2 separate regions of the Canis lupus genome follow, and region 1 is linked to region 2. The links are chromatin contacts, called in public Hi-C maps. All regions are on one chromosome and are shown on one strand. The core of a region is the stretch at or near the end of the contact, and the rest is flanking DNA. Distances in the headings are between cores, read along the strand shown.

Region 1 (4,565 bases), core at 117-2,616, 540 kb after region 2:
CTTTACTGAATGACCTACATGGGTGAGGTGCTGTTGTCAGGGACACTAAGACCACTGCTATCTCATGGTCTCTCCCCTCAAGGTGCCCATAATTTAGTGGGGGAAGACAAACACAAGGAAGAAAACAGAGTCCTGTTAGCAAAGGCTAATGGTACCACCCGTGGGCAGAGAAGGAGGGACAGAGTCTGCTGACAGCAAAGAGAGGGAAACTGAGGAAGGCTTCCTGCTGGAGCTGATATGTAAGTTAGAGCTTGAAAGACTGATGATATTAAGAATATTCTAGGAGCACGTGGGTGGCTCAGTATTTGAGCATTTGCCTTTGGCTCAGGTCCTGATCCTGGGTTCCTGGGATCCTGCCCTGCATCAGGTTCCCTGCATGAAGCCTGCTTCTCCCTCTGCTTATGTCTCTGCCTCGCTCTCTGTGTCTCTCATGAGTAAATAAATAAAATTTTTTTTTAAAAAAGAAAGAATATTTTAGAAGCTGAAAAATCCCAAATGACAAGAGAGAGAGAGTGTGGATGAGTGAACCAGGTCAGATGGAAGACAACAGGTGTGGTGTGGCCCGCAGGCCTGAGGCTCCTGGAGGGGCATTCGGAATGGCACTGAAAGTCCTCATGGTGGAGAGGGACGGAGAGGAGACTGGCACTCAGATTCAGACCCAGGCTGCCGGTCCTTGACCCTTGGCTCGGACACCCGGACACCCGTGTGGCCTGGGGAGGAGCGGCACTCCATGCTGTGAGCACCAAGACACGCACTTGGCTGCAGCTCGCCTCGGATCCGATCCGACTGCAGACCAACACCTGCTGGCCGCAGGAGCCGCTTCACCGCCTCTGTAGGCTCTTCTAACCCCGGGCGAGGAGGAGGAGGTGCGCCGCAAGGGGCCCGCTGCGCTTCGCAGAGGCCTCGGGGGCTGGGGCTGCCCGGGCCCAGGCGCCGCCCCCCCCGCCCCTCCCCCGCCCGCCCGGCCGCCAAGATGGCCGACTTGTTTTGCAGGCCGGAGGGGTCACGCGGGAGGCTGCCCTTTGCCTTGGGGAGGCTGTCAAGGTCCCGCCGCCCTCTCTGGCGCTGTGCCCCAGGCGGCCTGACGGCATCTCCTCCCCTGCGCGTCCTGCAGTCCCGCCGAAACTTCCAGGCCCACGGCGAGCCACACTGGCCACCAGGCCGGCACCGGACGGCGAGCAGGGAGGGCCGTCGGGAGCCGGAGGACGGGGTGCGCGCGCCTGCGCCCTCCGCCCCGAGGGACGCCGGGGGCCGCGGTCGGCACCGGCTCGCCCCCATCTCCCTCCCCGCCCCGGGCTGTAGCCGCCCAGCGGGTCCGGGCGGCCTCCAGGGCTGCTCCCGCCCCGCCGCAGCCTTGGCACGGGCGCCGTCAACGTGGCCGCACTGCCCTCCAGCGGCCAGCCCGCCAAACGGCGCGCGGGGCCGGCGTCCCCCTCGCCTGCCTCCTGCGGGAGGGGCCGCCCCTCCGCGGGGTTGGACCCTGTGGCTTTGCTCACCCCCGTGCCTCTTCTGGAGGCCCACGCTGCCGTCTGCCACGGGGCACGCCGGTGGAAGGGCAGGGGATCTGCTTCCTCCAGGGGTTCTCAAACTTCAGTACGCACCAGGGTGCCGGGACAATAGGTTCAAACCCACTGTTGCTGGGTCCCACACCTCAGATCAGAGAATTTGCATCTCTGACCAGTTCCCAGGGGCTGCTGCTGCCACTGCTCCTGGGACCACATTTACAGAACCGGCTCAGTTGGCTCATCCTGTCCTAGCGATTCTGGCATCAGTCGTGAATAGATAATGCACCTGCTGGGCCCTAAGGACAAGAAGTGACCCATGACCAAGTTTCCACCCTTGTGGGGCCTATTCTCACAGAGTAGACAGTCTTGTTTTGAACAAATAATCTCATAAATGTAAGATTCCATTTGAAAAGTTTTCGAATTCCTGTGAAGAAAAAGAATAAAGTGCTCCAAGAACATATATATAGGGAAACTCGTTTCAAATTGGGATGGGCTGTTGGAGAAGGCCTGAAGAAACCCTTAAGCTGAGGCCAGAAGGAGGAGAGAGATCTGGGTAGGAGGGGTGAGGCTGCAGGTAGAGCAGGGAGACGCTGCAGAGTCCAAGGGAAGTGCAGAAGCTGGAGGGGCAGAGCTGGGGGGCAGGCACCCAGAGACCTGACCCTTCAGAAACGTCAACACTCAGAGGGGAAGAGGAGAGAAGGTGGTTATTGAGCATTTAGCCATCCCCTCAGCACCCAAGAAGGGTGTCCCACCTGTGGGAACCTCAGCTAAGTGCCTGTGGCCCAACTTACTGCTGCCCAAACCAGATTTGCTTAGGCCCCTTCCTAACATCTAAAGGAGAGCCACATTTGATGGATCCAGTTCATCCAGCAATGGGGAGAAGACATGGCGTACCCTCCTAACCTTCTGTACATTCCACACTTCATCTCCCGCACTGTGGGTCCAGGACACAGCCATTTCTCCAATGACCATTTTTAAGTACCTACTGTGGGTCTGTAGTAGAGTCCCTCCAGTGACATGTCAAGCATACCACAAGGGGGAGGCCTGCCCTGGACTGCACCTTGCGGGGCAGCAGATGAAGTACCATCCCCCGCCCCCAGTCTCGGTCCCTAACCTGTAGCATGAGACCCCTATCCCACCTACACATCACTTGGGCAGCTCCTCTGGCTAGGACAGCTGGGTAAAAGGAGGCCATTCTGGTGTAAGGATGCTCTTGACTTGGTGTCAGTGTGTTTAATGGGAGCAGGAAAGGCATCTTCCCATTAGGCCCATCCTCTTGCACAGTCACTGCCCTCCCCCATTTCCTCATCTGAAAAATGGGGGGCAGGGATGATCCCCAAGGTGTCTGAGTGCAAGCCTGGCTCACCTGCACACTACGGGGGTGATAGATGAGTAAAAGCCCCTGCTCAGTGACCCGCAACTATGCAAAGGAAGGCCTTTGGGGTGTAATAGCCTCAAGGGGAGGGAGGAAAGAGCACCTGAAAAGCAACATGCAGTTTTATTTTTTTTTAATATTTTATTTATTTATTCATGAGAGACACAGAGAGAATGAGAGGCAGAGACATAGGCAGAGGGAGAAGCAGGCTCCATGCAGGGAGCCCAATGTGGGACTCGATCCCAGGTCTCCAGGATCACGAACTGGGCTGAAGGCGGCGCTAAACTACTGAGCCACCCGGGCTGCCCAACATGCAGTTTTAGAGTCAAACTAATCCAGGTCAAATTCTAGCTCTGCTTCCCACTCACTGTGTGATCTCCAGCAAGTGGCTTAACTTCTCTGGGCCTCAGCTTCCTCTTCTGAGAAATGAGGATAATACAGTACCTACCTCACATGGTGGCTCTGAAGATTAATAGTACTAGCTACCATTTACCAAGTGTTTATTCCACGGGAAGCACTGCGCTAAGGGCTTCCTATCAGTTCCATGAGGTCCTTTGTGAAGCACTGGCCCCTGTGGCACAAGGAGGAAGGTTTGATAATGGGAGTCCCGGGATCCCTGGGTGGCGCAGCGGTTTGGCGCCTGCCTTTGGCCCAGGGCACGATCCTGGAGACCCGGGATCGAATCCCACGTCGGGCTCCCGGTGCATGGAGCCTGCTTCTCCCTCTGCCTGTGTCTCTGCCTCTCTCTCTCTCTGTGTGTGACTATCATAAATAAAAAAATAAATTAAAAAAAAAAAAAAAGAATTCTTGCCTTAAAAAAAAAAAAAAAAAAAAGATAATGGGAGTCCCATGGTTCTCATTTCACAATGGCCCCCACTGCTGTGTGCACACATGGCTACATCCAACAGAAGGGGCTTAGCCAGCCCTTGGAACATGGTAAGCACTCAATAAATGGTGACCTTCATGATCAGCCAGAGAAAGGGGACCCTTGTGAAGAGGTCTGGTGGCAAAGAGAAACATGAAGGGGTAAGTGACCCACGTGGTGGTGCGCCCACTTCTCCCTGGGAGGGCCAGCCCCAGCTCTAGTTAGCCAATGCCCATGCTGGGATGTCAGCTCTTACTCACTCTTCCCAGAGAGCAGCTAATTAGCCTCCCCACAGCCAGGAGCTCCCCAGATGAAAGGTGCTTAATACAAATGCAAGGTGTGACCCCCGTATTTATAACCAAGGTTCCCTTGGGTGAGGAAGGCCTGGGGGTGGAGAGACAGGCCAGATCAGGGCCTCGCCCTCTTTATGACAGTGATTCTCAGGGAAGGAAGCTGGGCTGAGGTGGTTGTGAGCCTGAGAAAAAGGCTCCAGGGCGGTGAATGTGGGGCCGCCCAGGTCCTGGGTGTGGGAGGTGCCAGCTGGCTGAGGAGGCAGGAGATGCTCCAGGCCCCAGGCTGCCCTCTAGACCAGGAGCTCTGAGGGTAGGAGACAGCCTACTAGGGTGGGTCACAGTGAGGACTCTGATGCCGGCCTGCTGGGTGGAAATCCCAGCTCTATGGTGGCTGTCCCATGTCCCAGCGCCTCAGCTTCCTTATCTGCAAAGTGGGCATGACAACAACCCGGACCTAGTCATGAACAAAACAGATCACGTATCTACTTCTGTGGAACTTGCATTCTTTTTTTTTTTTTTTTTTTTTT
Region 2 (4,459 bases), core at 131-2,630:
ATTACACATCAGTGACAACCATAAACCAGAGAAGGGAATAATAACTTGGGGAAATGGTCTTCGTAATGCTTTATAGTTGACAGAATGCCTTCATGTCCATTACCTAATTGATCCTCTAGGACAGTTTTGTGAAAGCAGAAAGAGGAGTCATAAGTACAGTTGTTTTTTAGTAAAGCAGTTCACCTCGCAGCGATACTGAGCCACTTACCCAGCCCAGCTAGGGAGCTACAGAATTGCAACTCAAACCCAAGACTTTCTCTCCAAGGCTGCAGCTTATTTCATTACCTCCCTGTGTGTTAGCTATAGAAGTGATAACACCTTAAATAGAAATGCCGGGGATCCCTGGTGGCGCAGCGGTTTGGCGCCTGCCTTTGGCCCAGGGCGTGATCCTGGAGACCCGGGATCGAATCCCACATCGGGCTCCCGGTGCATGGAGCCTGCTTCTCCCTCTGCCTGTGTCTCTGCCTCTCTCTCTCTCTGTAACTATCATAAATAAATAAAAAATTAAAAAAAAAAAAAAAGAAATGCCTGTTTTCTCTGCCTTTTCTTCTCTTCTCCAGGACAGAAAGTACAGGGGTAGGCTGTCCCTGCCTAGGCCTAGGTGGTTTCACTTCCTAATTTGCATTATTGTATTTGTAGTATTTACCTTACATGGAGGTATTGCCCTTACCTTACATTCCTCCTTATATTGAGGGATAGGTCTTTTAAAAATCATTAGAATGGGTTTGTGGGGCTACACTCCTTTCTCCTTCACATTCTAAACTGCAGACCTCATGCTCTCTGGCTTTCCATTCATATGAGAAAAAGACTATTGTAAATATTGGTGATACCACCTCAGGCTGCAAGCATAAATGAAGGATGTTCTTTTTTAGAAAGGGGAGAAAAAAAGCAATTAGCAATATTCTTGACTCTTTCCTCTTTTAAGACAGCAAGTAGTCATGTGTTTGTTTTCACGTATAACACTAGGTGGCAGAATGACTACACCACGAAGTAGGGTATCCTTTGCTTTCCGTGGAGGGATCTGAATAGTGAGGCAGAAGCCATCTGTGGCTGCATGAGATCGGACCAGACAACCTGGCCAATATTTTCTTGACAGGGAACTGGCTGCAGTGATTCGAAAACATATGCTTCCAAGATACTGCCTTTAAGGTTTCCCTCTTTCTTTTTTCCTTTCTTTTTTTCCCCCAGCTCCCCAGCATTTTAATTTTTCTGCCCCATTGCATTCATGTAGCAGAGGGCAGACAGGGCCTGCAGGCAGCTGCTTTGAAATGGCAGCTTGGGATGGATGCCCCCAGTGGCGCTGGCACTCTTGCCCTGAGTGCCAGCGGCTCATCGAGGGCCTAGGGGAAAGGCTCCTGAGCCTTTGCCCTGAGTGGTGTCTATTGCTCTGGCAGGCGGACTGCAGTGGCTGAGCTAGGCCAGCTTGAAGATGCTGCCCTCACTGACTCAGGTATACAAAACAGGTTTTTGTTTTCAAAGAACAGCCTGATAGTGGTTCAGCTCTTTAGCTTGTTTACCAATATCGCTGCATGATCTGGGGAACGTCGCGTCCAATTTAGGTTTTGTTTTGTGCTTTTTCTAATGATTTGCTGATGTCTCAGCACTCAAGTGTCTGTCTCCCTGGGTACCTCCCATGCCACAGGAAGCACAAAGTAAAGAAAGCAGCAGTACCAGGTTCGTCATTCCATGCTGCTAAGAGCAGAAACTAGGAGTACAGAAATTCTTCTTGGAGTTTTTGCTGACAAAGAAAAGAGTAGCATTAAGACACAACTGCATCCGACTAGTGAAAACACCCTACGTAGATGCTACATAAAGGAACTCCAGTAGATTTTTTTTTTAAGATTTGTTTATTTATTTATTTATTTATTTATTTATTTATTTATTTATTTATGATAGACATAGAGAGAGAGAGGCAGTGACAGGCAGAGGGAGAAGCCGACTGCATGCAGGGAGCCCGACGTGGGACTCGATCCTTGGACTTCAGGATTGTGCCCTGGGCCAAAGGCAGGGGCCAAACCGCTGAGCCACCCAGGGATCCCCAAAGGAACTCCAGTAAAGCCAAGTCTGAATGTCTAAAATTGGTCAAAAAATATTTTATTTTAATTACGGGGGCATTCTGTCCTTTACAGCTGGAAACACAATCGGATTTCATTAAATAGCAAGTTCCTGATGTGAATTGTAAATGATTCCATTTACAAACATGAAAAAAAAGAAGTATTTAAACCTTGACTTTTCAGAAGCCCACTTGTTGCATCAAAGACTAACTGGACTGTAGCTTTACACACCTACCTATACCACACTCTATACTATTTTCCAACTGGGAATCTTGGAGTATTTTTGGTTTGTAGCTGAGGCCACTTGTATGACCCTACTTTTTCAGAGAAGGCACTGGTGACTTGAGGGCTTGTTGAAGTGACCCAGGTGACTGGCAGGAATCAGGATAAGCTCATACGTTAGGGAGAAGGAGGCTTTGTTTATTTGTTTGCTTGACAGAGCTGCTTCTCTTTAATAAAGAGTAAACCATATGACTTTTGAGAATACCTGAAACAACATATATAAATCAGACCCAGGATATCTATCACAGGCCACCACCATGGTGATGCTTTGAAGCTGGAAGAAGATTGTGAGACTTTCTTGTTTGTTAAGAATGAAATGTCATAAAAATTCCAAAGCAGGGTTCAAATTTCCAGGGGGAGGGGACCTTTTTATTGTTTCCTCTAATAGCCGCTTTGGTGCTTTAGTGAATCAATGTGTTGCACAAAATAACCCTAGATGCAGTCTCTGAACTATAGCCTGGCTTTGCTCCCACTTTTGTATTTAGCATCCATTCTGAATTATTTATGATATTTTTGCTGTTGTTTGTCACTCCTCCCTCCTACTCTCCCACCCCCCCCACCCCACCATTTGTTCTGTCTTTATTTTCACACCCCCCAATTAATTGATATCTTCTGCTCTTAGGACTACAGCAAATGTGTCTGTGCATTTTTATGTGGATCTTCACTATGCAGGCCATGCTTTTAAGTTTCTGGAATAGAACAATGGTAAAAATGAGTCATGGCTTGCTGTTATATTTGTTTCTGAGTCAAGAAGCTTAATTTTCTCATTATAATGCTCAAGGTATAGAGCTATATAGTTTACTTTTAAGGGAAATAACCTTAATTTAAACAATTTCTTTAATTAGATGTCCTCATATATTGCAAAAGTCTCTGGATTTGTGTTTCCAAAGTGAACAACACATTGGTAGTGGTTCTATTATTTTTATCCATAGGGGAAAAAAACACATCCAAAATAGGTGTACCCAGCCCTGCTCACAGTCTCAGAACAACCAGCATTAATTCACTGAGGACTTTATACCTACATACAAATGATATCTCAAAACCAGAGACCAGAGTGGCTGGGGTCAAACTGTAAGAAGGGTAGAGTTGAGGAATATGGCAGATGTGGAGGGGTGCATTCATAGGAGAAGAGAGAATATTGGCAAAACAGGATGGCAGAGGTGAGCTGGGAGCTCAGCCCTAGTGCAGTGGTAGGGTTGTGAGAAATGGGTGACCAGAAGTCCTGGCACCTGCACCCTCATGGACACAAGCTATAGATATCAGCTTACCATGGTTTTCAGCATTAAAGAGCCAACAAATGTTCTTGAGTCTCTGTTTATTGAGCTCTCCAGTAAAGCCTCATAACTTATATTAATTGGGAAGAAAATGCTTCCAGAGAAAAGAGAGATGCTGGACAAAACAACTTTGTCTTTGACCAATTGTCAAGGCCCTGCTGTTTGGAATCATTGCCAAGTCCTTGGCTGTTGTATGACAGACCCAAAGAAAAAGAAGCGATTCATCTTCTTCTGTTGCACCTTTCAAGGAGGAATTTTTTTTTCCTTTAAGACAGATTTTGTTTATGGATTTAACATCACTGGCAGTGACCAGTGGGCTCAGACTCTTGTGTAATTTACTATTGTGCTCCTCCCCCCTAAGTTTGTGCACCTCCAGGAGCTCCATCCCATTAAAATTCCTTCTTAAAAGCATGAGGTGAAAGAGCCAAGCATGTGTTGTGTTTTTAGAGGGGAGTGTAGCTACAGAAGGGAAAAGTCTTTTTCTCTTTTAAATGCTGGTAAATAGCTTAAAACCTGTTGAAACTTTTGAAGGAATGTGGAGGAGTTGTCACTTGACTCTAATGTTTAGGAGAACAGAATAAAGGAAATAATTTTAAGAAAAGAGACTTTCCCATGATGGGCTTCTGTTCTCTGAAGTGCCCTGCAAACATCACAGCTGTTCTTCTGTGTGCGTGAGCCACCTAAAGTTGCTTCCCTGTCTGCTGGGCTCAGCGTCTTTGCTCATTGCCCTGATGATTTTTTTCAGACGTTAGTGCGTACTTTTCTAGCTCAACCCTTATAAAAGTGTAAATACTGTTGTTTTCAATAATGAGAAGGAATAGTGTTGTTTAAAGATGTTATGCTAACACG

The links. A called contact is a pair of places that touch in the nucleus more often than the background predicts.
Region 1: a Hi-C map of blood shows a contact between it and region 2, with 5 times the contacts expected there. The contact joins two enhancer-like sites. A contact is called at or near these places in 5 of 9 Hi-C or Micro-C datasets (amygdala and blood).

Annotation. Positions count from the first base shown.
Region 1 is chr8:42,965,530-42,970,094 of UU_Cfam_GSD_1.0, forward strand. LOC111097086 (a long non-coding RNA gene) reads left to right here. Exons shown (of 3, transcript XR_005363466.1): 2 at 1-239; 3 at 465-935. The region is part of intron 3 of LOC111097087 (a long non-coding RNA gene); the gene reads right to left. Among named protein-coding and RNA genes, the nearest start is that of ZFP36L1, 20 kb to the left of the region's middle. Within about 2 kb of position 1,367, at least 13 of the 20 cell types and tissues checked have an H3K27ac peak or open chromatin away from gene starts, as enhancers often do. A contact at or near this core is called in blood, where this site is marked.
Region 2 is chr8:42,426,536-42,430,994 of UU_Cfam_GSD_1.0, forward strand. All of the region lies in intron 7 of RAD51B (DNA repair protein RAD51 homolog 2), which reads left to right. Among named protein-coding and RNA genes, the nearest start is that of RAD51B, 370 kb to the left of the region's middle. Within about 2 kb of position 1,381, at least 9 of the 20 cell types and tissues checked have an H3K27ac peak or open chromatin away from gene starts, as enhancers often do. A contact at or near this core is called in blood, where this site is marked.